Regions from separate parts of the Zea mays genome. Here region 2 is linked to region 1. The links are chromatin contacts, called in public Hi-C maps. All regions are on one chromosome and are shown on one strand. Each heading gives the region's core, a stretch centred on a gene start, on an enhancer-like site or on the middle of the called end of the contact. The rest is flanking DNA. Distances are from core to core; before and after follow the strand shown.

The links. Hi-C and Micro-C count contacts between places; a contact is called where the count stands out from the background.
Region 2: a contact with region 1 is called in a Hi-C map of tassel, with 3 times the contacts expected there. The contact joins the promoter of LOC103639235 here to the promoter of LOC100191977 in region 1. A contact is called at or near these places in 3 of 25 Hi-C or Micro-C datasets (ear, leaf and tassel).

Annotation. Positions count from the first base shown.
Region 1 is chr9:142,165,147-142,170,471 of Zm-B73-REFERENCE-NAM-5.0, forward strand. It overlaps LOC100191977 (argininosuccinate lyase), which reads left to right and starts at 2,265. Exons shown (of 7, transcript NM_001137401.1): 1 at 2,265-2,714; 2 at 3,121-3,384; 3 at 3,852-3,968; 4 at 4,728-4,876. The coding sequence starts at 2,403.
Region 2 is chr9:142,472,141-142,478,194 of Zm-B73-REFERENCE-NAM-5.0, forward strand. It overlaps LOC103639235, which reads right to left and starts at 3,843. Exons shown (of 2, transcript XM_008662003.4): 1 at 3,363-3,843; 2 at 2,597-2,902. The coding sequence starts at 3,700. The coding sequence ends at 2,902.

The DNA of each region.
Region 1 (5,325 bases), core at 1,015-3,514:
CCCCCGCCGACACCGTAGCCGCAGCCGCAGCCGCAGCCGCAGCAAGCATCGGCAGCGGACGCCGTCGAAGGTCCGTGATGCGCCGGTGGCCGCCGGAGCGCAGCAGCAAGCCCAGGAGGATGAGCCTTCATTCTTCGCGTACGCCATGCCGAACCAGAGCGGCTTCGGCGCCACCGACAAGCACAAGAAGAATAAGAAGTACCGGAAACCGCGTATGCCGTCTTTCGGCTCGTGCTTCCGCAGGAGGAAGAAGGAGCGGGGGCAGGCCAAAGCCGCAGCGGCCACTGTGAGCGCCCCGCGCCCTGCGCTCACGCCTATTTCGTCGCTGCTGACGCATACGCCTGGCTCCCCTGCGTCGGAGAAGCTGCAGGCCGCGACGACCCCGTCTGTGACGCAGCCACCTTCTCCTGTGCATACGGAGAACGGCAGCACCGCTGTCAACTCGCCAGCGCCGACGGGACGGCAACCGGCCTCGGCGAGGCCAGCCAAGCACTCGACGGACTCGATGTGGTCACCTTTCGCGCCGGAGATGCAGCAGCAGCAGCCGAAGCAGGTGGAAGTGGTCGACGTGGAAACGGGCGATCGGCTGTCGACGCACGAATTGGGCCTCATTGAGATGCTTGGCAGCTCAACTGACAACTCCGCGGAGTCCTCAGCTAAGTCATCGCTGGACAACGTCAACGAGCCACCACTGCCGCCAGCGAAACGGACGGTGTTGGAGAGGGACGCGGAGGCGGTGCCGATGATGAAGATTAAGGAGGTCCCGAAGCTGTGGCTCAACAGCAAATCGGCCGAGTCCCGACTTGTGGCTGCGGCGGCGGAGGAGCTGTGGCCGCACGACGTCGTGTGCAGCCGCGTGCACGCCGTCATGCTCGCCGAAACGGTAAGCTGTTCCAGCTCATAACTAGAGATGGCCAAACGGGCCGGCCCGGGCCCGGTGAAGCCCGGCCAAAACCGGGCTGGGCCTGCTGAGCCAGCGGGCTTAAGTTTCTGTCCAAGCCCGGCCCGCAGCGGGTCTAAACGGGCCGAGCCGGCCCGTTTAGCACGAAATAACGGGCCGAAAAGCGGGCTAAACGGGCCGGTAAGCACGTTTTAGTGTAAAAAAACGGGCTTAACGGGCTTAGAGGTAAACGGGCCGTGCCGGGCTAGCCCGCCGTGCCTAGTTTCCTGTCAAGCCCGCCCGCTTATTCTACCGTGCCGGGCTCGGACCGGGCCCAAAAAGCGGGCTTCGTGCCGGGCTCACGGGCCTCGTGCTTTTTGGCCATCTATACTCGTAACGTTGGTTGACGTGGAATTGATCTTTCTGAATACAAACTCCCATCCTCCCAAAATAGTGTCGCTTTGGGTTCTTATGTTACATGCAAGGTAAACATTTCTAAATTTAACTAGAGTTATAGAAAATATTAACAATATTTATATCTCTAAATAAGTTTATTGTAAAATATATTCAATAATAATTACTATTATCCACAAAAATACTGATAATATATATATATATAATAAAAATAATAAGGCTATTCTGAGCGGTGGTTTCATGCACATTTAATAGTGTATCACGTCAGTTTTTTTAACATAGTATAGCATTTAAGAGGATCGAGTTTCATGTGATGAAATTAGTTTCATGGGGATGAACCATGTCAACTTGTTTCCAAGGTCTTAAAAACCGTGTGAAACCTCCATCAAGAATGATTTGTTTCATATTCACATAATTTACTAACTTCTATTGGCCACTGATTTGCGACATTTAATTGATATGGTAGCATATGAAATAGTGACGTGTAATATTGCGCTGAGAAACATTGTTTCATTCATAGTTTCATATCACTTATGATAATGTGACAACGTTGTAAATAGTGCTACGAAACTCCCATTATGAATAACCTAAGGCCCCGTTTGACACGAGGCTCTCTAAAAGTGACTCCGGCTCTGACTTCTCTTTAAGAACAACTTCTCTATAGGAGTCAGTGTTTTTTTAACAAATCGTTTGGTAAAACAGTTCCTCTTGACGCGAGAGAAGAGGAGTGAGAGGAGCCGCTAGGAGCCAATTTTTTTTTTGGCTCCAACTCTTCTCTATAAAAATGGCTCTGACTCTTTAATGATCTTTGTTGAGAGTTCTTTTTTTTTTGAGATCGTTTGGGAGAATTCCTCTAAAAGCTGTAGTCGGAGCCGATTTGAGATCCTCCAAACATGCCCTAAGTGTTTAATTTCATAGAAAATAATGAAATTAACGAAAGAAGTGTCCAACGGAGAAGGGGTTCGGACTCACTGATCTCTAGGTCATAGCCTCTGGTAGTCCCTGGTCAGCCTGTGTGGACTGTCCTCAGGACAATCGCCAAAACCCCCCGAGCCAACACCTACTACGCCGCCGCGCCGCCGCGTCAAACAACGGCGAGAGGACGCCTATGGCATTCACTTCCCAATCCCTAATCTTCCGGGCACCCGCCTCGCCCTCTTGTGCCCGCATAACCCCGTCATCCGGTCGCGTCACCCTCCGGGACCGCAGCGCCGTTTTCCCGCTCGTCGCGGCGGCCTCCACCTCGATGGCGTCCTCGGAGAGCGAAGATAAGAGGGAAACCAAGCTGTGGGGCGGGCGGTTCGAGGAGGGCGTCACCGACGCCGTGGAGCGCTTCACGGAGTCCATATCCTACGACTGGCAGCTCTACAAATACGACATAATGGGCAGCAAGGCCCACGCCTCCATGCTCGCTGGCCAGGTATATCCTGCACGCTCCTCGGCGGTCGGTGTCGTCTAGGTGTTCGACCAACTGGATGTCCCGTCAGGTTGGGGCTCCGTCGGACAGGTTGGGGGTTGTTTGTCGGGGTCAGCCCGCTATGAACCATCTTACTCGCCATGTGCTCGAGAAAATGTCAGCTTCTTCGTTGTGCTCCTCTGCTATGCTGTTGCTGGGATCCATAGGTGTTCAAATCCGCTAGCTTTCTGCCAGGTGGCACTGAGGAAGTTTAATCTGACTACCCACAAGGTTTTACCAGAAATGTTGTTCGTTGTATTTTGGTGAAATGGTGAATCAAATTGACTGTCTTAATCCTTAAGCTATATGTTACTTAAAAAGCTTATTATCACAATATTTGAGTTGGGTTTCTGAATAATTTGCAATGCAGGGTTTGATAACAGCTACTGATAGGGATATCATCTTAGAGGGGCTTGATCAGATAGAGAGGCTGATCCAAGAAGGCAAATTTGAGTGGAGGAAGGACCGGGAGGATGTGCATATGAACATTGAAGCGGCTCTAATTGAAAGGGTTGGTGAGCCAGCCAAGAAGTTGCATACTGCTAGGAGCCGCAATGACCAAATTGTGACGGATCTAAGGCTATGGTGCCGTGATGCTATTGACAGGATTTTGATTCGTATCAAGCAGCTTCAGGTTTGCTCTGAATTTACTCTATGTTGCTCATGAAGTCCTGCCACTATCATGTTCACATTTCTTTTCTATCTTTCACTGCTTGCCAGTGTGGCACTATTTTGTTTTCTACTTTTTTGCTCAATTAACACGTGGCCATTCTAACAATTAAGAAAATCTTGCTCGTTTGAAAATCCAATGATTCTTTTTATTTTTCATTCTGTAATGTCAATTTAGGGTAGGAATTTCTGAGAGAACTTCTGGTTAACCTTCCTGCTTCTTGATGTAGAACTGATGCAAAATAATACATTAATGTTTTCAAGTAAAGACTTTAAGAAAAGCTGTTTTGAGTACCTGATTGCTGATGTTGTGTATTCTCATGACTGCATTAGTGATTCCAGTCTGTAATGCTAATGCATAATTTTTATATTTCCCGATATATATGAAGAAGCTGTTCACTTGTAATATTAGCATAACTCTTATTGTTTCAGGTGTCTCTGGTTATTTTGGCTTCAAAATATGTTGATTTAATAGTCCCAGGTTATACCCATCTGCAAAGGGCGCAGCCTGTTCTGCTGCCACATCTTCTCTTATCATATGTTGAACAGGTGATTGGAATCTTTTTAGCTTTCTTGATAACGCGACATTGAAACTTTATTGTTATTTTTTAACTCGAGGAAGCTATAATATTAGTGTTGAATGTGTGCCACCTCTAGTTGATGATTATTCCCCGATTCGCACCTTGTGGTTATGATGCAAACAAGTTCTTAAATCACATGTCTCTCTATATATAGCGACCAAATTAGTGCACTCCTATGTAACCAAGATATATTCTTAATGCTTAATGTTTGTGTGGTATATCAGCTCTGTTGATTTTTACGGTTAAACTGAATAATTGGGAAGAATTTTTGTGCAGAAAAGAGAACATTCTGTGTTCAAACAATCAGTTTTGTATGTTGACATCTCCAATGCAACAAAATAAGTTCAATTACGTACAACTGGTTTCACACGATTTGAAATCCTCCCACTGGTGCAGTCCAGATAATACACACACCTAATACTAAAAGTTCTTAACTTCGGAGTCCAGGATATAAATAAACTTGGTCTAATTAGGTGCGTTATCCTCTACAATCTTTGAGCTGCTGAATGCCTGAACCCCTAGCTCTGTTCACCATTTTAGCCTTATCTATAACAAAGCATTAAAGTCACATTTCTAGCAGTATATTTATTCTGTAAAAGGGTTTATTTATAGCTTGTGTCCCCGTGAAACAGTTTTTGTGGTAGCCCAGATAATTTATGGTAATCTTTTCGAATAAACCAGGTTACTCACGACTGCCTGACCTTATTCTGATGTACACTATGTGCAGTTGGAGCGTGATGCTGGTCGGCTGGTCAACTGCAGGGAGCGAATGAATTTCTGTCCTCTTGGTGCTTGTGCTTTGGCTGGAACTGGACTTCCCATTGATAGGTTTCAAACTGCTAAAGATTTGAAATTTACAGCTCCAATGAAGAATAGGTAACTTTTTTATTTCTTTCTTTCAATAATCCATTTCAAAAAAGGCTGCAAGTGTTGTAGCTTACTTTCTGTGCTATAACACTCTCTTGAACCGTGACAAAGCTAGAACTGTGTTATGAAACTGAGTACCTAAAACTTTTGTACTGTAGTTACTCTGCATCTGCTGGAATGGGATATCTTGACATGCAAGCACACATGAAATCTGTTATATACTTAACTTTATACTTCCAAGCACTTCGATTTGGTGGTGCCAAAGGAATGTATGAAAATGCAAGCCTTATTACATGGTCATATTTCTTCTGTAAACAAATAGTACTATACAGATATGACAATTTGAGAATTGTTTATGGACTACTCTGTGTTGGATATTTTCTCGGCTAGTTCCTAAGGCCATAGAGGGCTATCACTTTGTACTGTATATTCTTGTGTGTTGTGATTTTCTGCCAATT
Region 2 (6,054 bases), core at 2,593-5,092, 310 kb after region 1:
ACGAAATATGTCCTTGAATATGAAATGGGTAGCCATTTATTAGTTTTTGGAAAGACATGCTGCAGACATTGTCATCTACAACGTACATCGTCTCGAACACACGATCAGATCTCGGTGGTGCAATAAAAACTGTGCAAAGCTGATACAGTAAGCTACCAAAAATATTGTGCAGGATCGCAGCGGGCTACGGCACGAATACTGCAGCAGCAGTTCGGCCAAGGAAAAAGACTTGTTGTCTCTTGTCGTTGCCCTGAAACGATATAAATTAAAGCACGAGAGGAGCAGCAGGTCGGCCAACGCAAACTTAGCGGTAACGAATTTGTAATGTCCCTACGATGTCTGGGCCGGTGGGCCACACCCCCACATGGTATCCCCAGGCTGACAACCAGAAACAGTAGTTGCACGCTGGAATAGAGAGAGAAAGAGAGTCGAGTCAAAGAGTGTTGTCGTGCACATACTACGAAACTGCTCCTCACAAACACACCTTGATGTCACGTTCAGAAAACCCAGGTTGCTTTTGTGCTAAGGCTCAACTAATGGACAGGTAAGCTGAATTTGGAGCTTTGCATACCCTATAGTACTCAAGGTCACTGCTGTCAACCATCATCCGGTGTTCTGATTTAGATTCACATGACTAAGGCTAGTCGCAATGGAGAGTTTCATAGCCTTGTTTTTTCTAAGAGTATCGTGTCATATATAATGAAATAAAGCATAGGTAGAACACCCACTACTATAGTTTCATAGGCATTCAATTTCATAAATCATAGATAGTTGGTAATCGTACCAAGAGAGAGAGCTTTGTTCTCTCTTCTTAAAAATGTTGGAACACCATCGAAAGTGTTTATTGTGGCAGCTTATTAAATGCAAATAAAACTCTTATAGAATTCCCTTTGAGACTGACCTAATAGTCCAATATTAGCTAGCTACATATTAGTTGGATGTTGTTTAGATCCACTAGCTAAAGATAGATGCATTGGTCGTTTTGTCTCTAATGCCCTTCTTCTTCTAGTTATATTTGCTATTGATACACATAGATAAAAGTGGTGTGAGGGAAGAAGTGTTTTTTTTTCACAACATGTAGATGCTATTAGCTGGGTTAGGATAACTGATGGTTATTAGCTAGACATAGCTGACCTGACCTATTAGATGCTGGGTCTAATTATTAGGAGCTGCCGAGCTGGATGTATTCAAATGGGGCCTAATATAGTACTCCAGTTGCTAAACGCTAATCTAATGACGAGCGCGAGGCATCGATCTGACAAACCAGCTTAGCATTGAACAGAGAAGTAGCGGCCACGAAATGCCAGGAGAAGGTTGTCCGCACTAACGAACTGGGACAGCACAACAAGCCAACAAGGTAAAAGTGCAACTACGCCAAATAGATTCAGGTCGAAGGACCTCGGAAAAAGTAAAGGCCCACTGGCCCCAGACTGAATGTCCCAATCGCCCATATAAGCCGAACACATTCAGTTCGAAAGTCAAGGCCCAGGCTGGATGTCCCCGAAAACATACAAGACTTGCTTATATGACCATTTCAGTTATGTAGAGACACACTAAAGGGCTTGTAGTTTATTGATTACAAAGCTTCAGTAGCATCTAAGGTTTTAGGTTTGACTTCTGAAGAGAATATTTCGGGATTTAAAAACCTATATTGTATTGTGTAATCTCAAAAAAAAAAAATGTAGAGACACAAACAGTTTGGGTTATGAAAAATAAGATCTACACATGTTTTTGAAAAATATAACGGTCCACGTTGCTTGACGACGCACGACGAGGGTGGAACCGTGGAAACTGATGTTTATAGGAGTAGAGATATATTTATCTTAAGGTGAAGAGGATGAGAATGGCTCCAGGTCTCTGAGGACAGCTCATCCCCAACGTGCGCACACGCGGGTTTAAGGCCCGCCCGGACGCCGAATTCGCGCCGGCTCATCATGCACCGACCCGCGCGGCCGCAACACCTGCTTGGAAACCATGTGGGTGCAGCCGGTGGATATTTGCGCTTGTTGTCCACCAACTTCACACGAAGTGTTATCGACCATGCCATAATCTGGAGTACACAACAGATGGAGTAGCTACATTTAGCTGGACCATATCTGTTTGTTTGGCTTTAATTCATATCAACTTCTACTGTTTATACAGTGTTTTTGTCTATAGATCATAGCCGCAACAGTCTAAACAACTGACTTTAATTCGAAGCAAACAAGTCGCGGAGATGTCTGGCCACTCTTGGGAGTTTAGAGACCCTGGCAGTACTCGAAGAATCTATGAACATGGCCACTTTGTGCTAAGACCACACCATTAGGAGGGTCTTTTCCATTCAGAACACGGAAGAGGAAGCCACGCTGAGGCACAAAAAAGTTTCTTACCCTCCCGTGATCCAGGTGATCATGTCCCTATCATAGAGCGTTAAGTGTAGACCTCTCCTCATCGAAATAAATGCATGAAAGACCGCCTACGCAATTCGCAAGATCTGCTACGGTCTCTCCATCTCTGGGATTTGCTAATGACGAAGAAACGAAGCAAATGCAGTTGCATGCTGGCCTGTATTTTCCTGGCCAGCGACCAAGTTGCATATGAGCACAGGGGGATAATATTAGAAAAGTACTATCGTGCAAAGAATTTTTCTTCTCCGGGATTCAAGTCTTCTTCAAACATTTTTTGAACAGAATTAGGGGGCAATTGGCAGGTAGCGACAAGCAATCTCAGCAGATCTCCATCGAGTTCTTTTCCTATAACCAGGGGGGCAACAAAGTTCTCTACACAATCTCAGAACAAATTCTCTTCCACATTTTGAGAGCGAATCAGCGAAATAACAACAGACAACCATCTCTCGCGCTTTGTAGCCGCATCTTGCACCATGCCAATACAATACAATAGAATTTCACCGAGGTACCGGGTTCTGAAAAAAAAGTAGAGGGAAAACGAAATTAGAGGCGACTAGTGCATCACAGATGATCACTTCATCAGATAAACGAGCTAAAGCTATCTTGCTGCTTAAGAGGTGAGCCAAAACGATGACAACTTGTGCTGATGAGCTTGTAGTCTGCTACAGATCTGTGTCATGTACCTGTGACTTCCCAAACCATTTCAGGAAGCAATGGTGTATGATGAGGGGGCATAAGGACTAGCATTCAGTCGTACCAATAATCCATACAAACAGTACAATGAAGATTAAAACGTCTGTACTTGTTGTGCAGAGTCCCATTACCCAGCGGAAGGACAGGTCCGATGCTTGGGAACCAAAGCAGCCATCGCCGTTATGTCCGAAAATATCGAGAAGAAGAACGGATACCCCGATAAAAGGGGAAAGGGGAAGGAGGAGGAGGAGAAGAAGAAGAAGAAGAAGGCGTGATCCGTACCAGCCATGGATGAGCTCGGAGCACTTGGCCTTGATCCAGCGGAATCCCCTGCGGAACGATGCCTTGACTTTGCCCTCCGCCGAGTAAGCCTTGTAGCTGGCCACCCGCCGCCGCCTCTTCATCTCCGGATCGCTGAAGCACCACGCCGACCCCACCCCTCCCCCGCCGCCCCTGTTGGATACCGGCGGCGGCGACCTCGCGGGCGGCTTGACGATGATGTCGATGCGGCGGTCACCGTAGGGCACGACCTCGTTGCGGTAGGGGCGGTCGTACTCACCGGCGGGGGCGGGAGCCGCGTACGGGCGGTGCGCGCGGTCGTAGTCGGCGGCGGCGGCCATCGCGAGGCCAGACGACGCGGGGGCGGACCGCGTGGGAGTCTCGCGGCGTGGCGTTTGTGCAGAGGGAGGGAGGGAGGGAGAGAAACGCCGCTGCCTTTTCCGTTTTGTTTTACCTTTGTATTGTGTTGATGTAGCGCTGGCGGCTTCCGATCCAGCTTCGTGTTTATGCTTAAGCTTTGATAGGCCGCCGTTTTCTTTAGAGTAAAACTAAACCTCACTTCTCTATCTATCTATCTACTATATAAAGCATCACTTTTTTCTGATTTCCATAGTTCTAAAATCCTAAAATCGTGGTGCGTCACCTTTCCCATTTTATACAAAAACAACATAAAATTATGCATATATGTGAGATTTTTTAACCTTATTTATCGTCTTTACATCCACACCCAACTAACCAACATAACACACACATTTTTATGTTTTATTAAAACAAAGTATACTAATATACTATATAAAAGTCGTAGCAATATAGTCACCTGATTAGTAAGATTCTATTTGTTTCCTATAAACCGGGAGAAATTTGAAAGTAATCTAATAATAAAAGAACACTTTTTAAGGTAACGATTTTTAATGATAAGATCAAACAAATTTTATGTGATTTCATTAGCTATTTAAGGTTTTTTTTGCTCGAGTTTCATATCCAGTCCAAAAAACAAAATTCTATCATTTCGGGTAGAATTTTTTATATCTTTTAACATAGAATGAATTAGAACTTAAAATTTGATATGTTAGTAAAGTAAATAGTAAAATATATTTATATCTTTAAAGGTTTTTATAATTTCTAGTAGTTTAATTACATAGCAAGTTGCACGAAAAACTTTATTGTACAATAATCTTTATCTTTTTAAAAAGTCCACATGAATTTTTGGATCTATTCAACACTTAGAGGTATTGCTATAATAAAAGGAGATGGTATGTCGTATAGATGGTTCCCTCCTCTGGCCTGCAGCATCGTGATAGAAGACGCTCCTTTGTCCCCTCTCTCCTCTCTTTATAGATATTCTCTCTCATTTTCTCTGTCTATAAGTAAAACTAAAATACATATAGATTATTTGAAACTACAAAAAGTATATATATATATATAAAAATTTAGAGCAGAAAAAGGCACGTGATGAACGCTTTTTTTTGGAACATAGGTGAGTGTGTCGGTCGTCGACCTCCAACTCGTGCTGCCAGCAACGATGAAAGGCCTGAGGTTACTCGGCGTCCACTAGGTTTCGAGAGAAAAAGCAGCATCCGCCATCATGGAACGAAGGTGTTATTCCCATTATACATGGATTGGATAGGATTAGAAAAAATTTAGAAAAATTTTGACTTGTTTGAGATTTAAACTCACCCAATCTCATTCAATCCATATGGATTGAGAACTAACCGAAAGTCCGAAGGTGGACAGTGGACAGCGGCTGGGGCACAGGAGCAGGGAGCAGCGGTTCTCTTCCGCCGATCACGGATCACAATCCAAGGGGTGAAACCAGGATTAGAGTTTGGGAGGGACAAATTAGATTGAGAAAGGGCGTTAGGAGGTATTTTACATTATTTATATGATGATTACCTAAGGAAATTAGTAGATAATATAGAATTTAGGGAGGATTAGGGGGCATTGCCCCTCTCTACCACTCGTGGATTCGCCCCGAGTCCAACCCAACGCTAGTATTACACTATTATGGTGACGAACTAAAGCATAACACCACTTGACAACTCATCTCTCAAAAGTAAAAGAGAAAATAAGTTGATAGATGGTACAAATAATTCTAAAGTTATTGAGCAACACTAATTTAGACGCTTGGGTAAGTTTTCTATGGTGGAACTTAAAAACTAGTATTTGGCTTGCTACTTGCTCCTTTGGTCTTGAAATATTTCGAATCCTAGAGTTGAAGAAGGCGTGAATTGCGTTGTACTAGTACCATGAATGTCAGCGTCCTTTAGGAGGACCGAGTCGATCGTGGCATGGATCCCGCAACGATGTCACCATTGCTATGCATGAGCGTGGACCATGCCGAGCTCTCGACGGTCGCTTGTCGGAGAATGCCCTCTAGGTCTGCCGTATGGCAAGAATACAATGCTAGACTCGTCAGTCTCAACGGAGCAGTTAGGATGACGACGTGGTTGAGTTGGGAGGATGAGCCTCAAAGCATCTTAAGAAGCATCAAAGCAAAATCAAGAAGACTCAAAACTTTTAAAATAGTGATAGTCCGTCTACAAGAGCCAAAGACTCAACACAACTAGTAAAAAACAAGCTATCCTTTGAAAACACATTCTCCCCTTTCTTTAAAAAGCCGAAGGCAAGCTCAAATGCAACTCCCCTCCACTTGTGCACTCCCCATATGAATACGCTCTCCCCACATATGCCAACT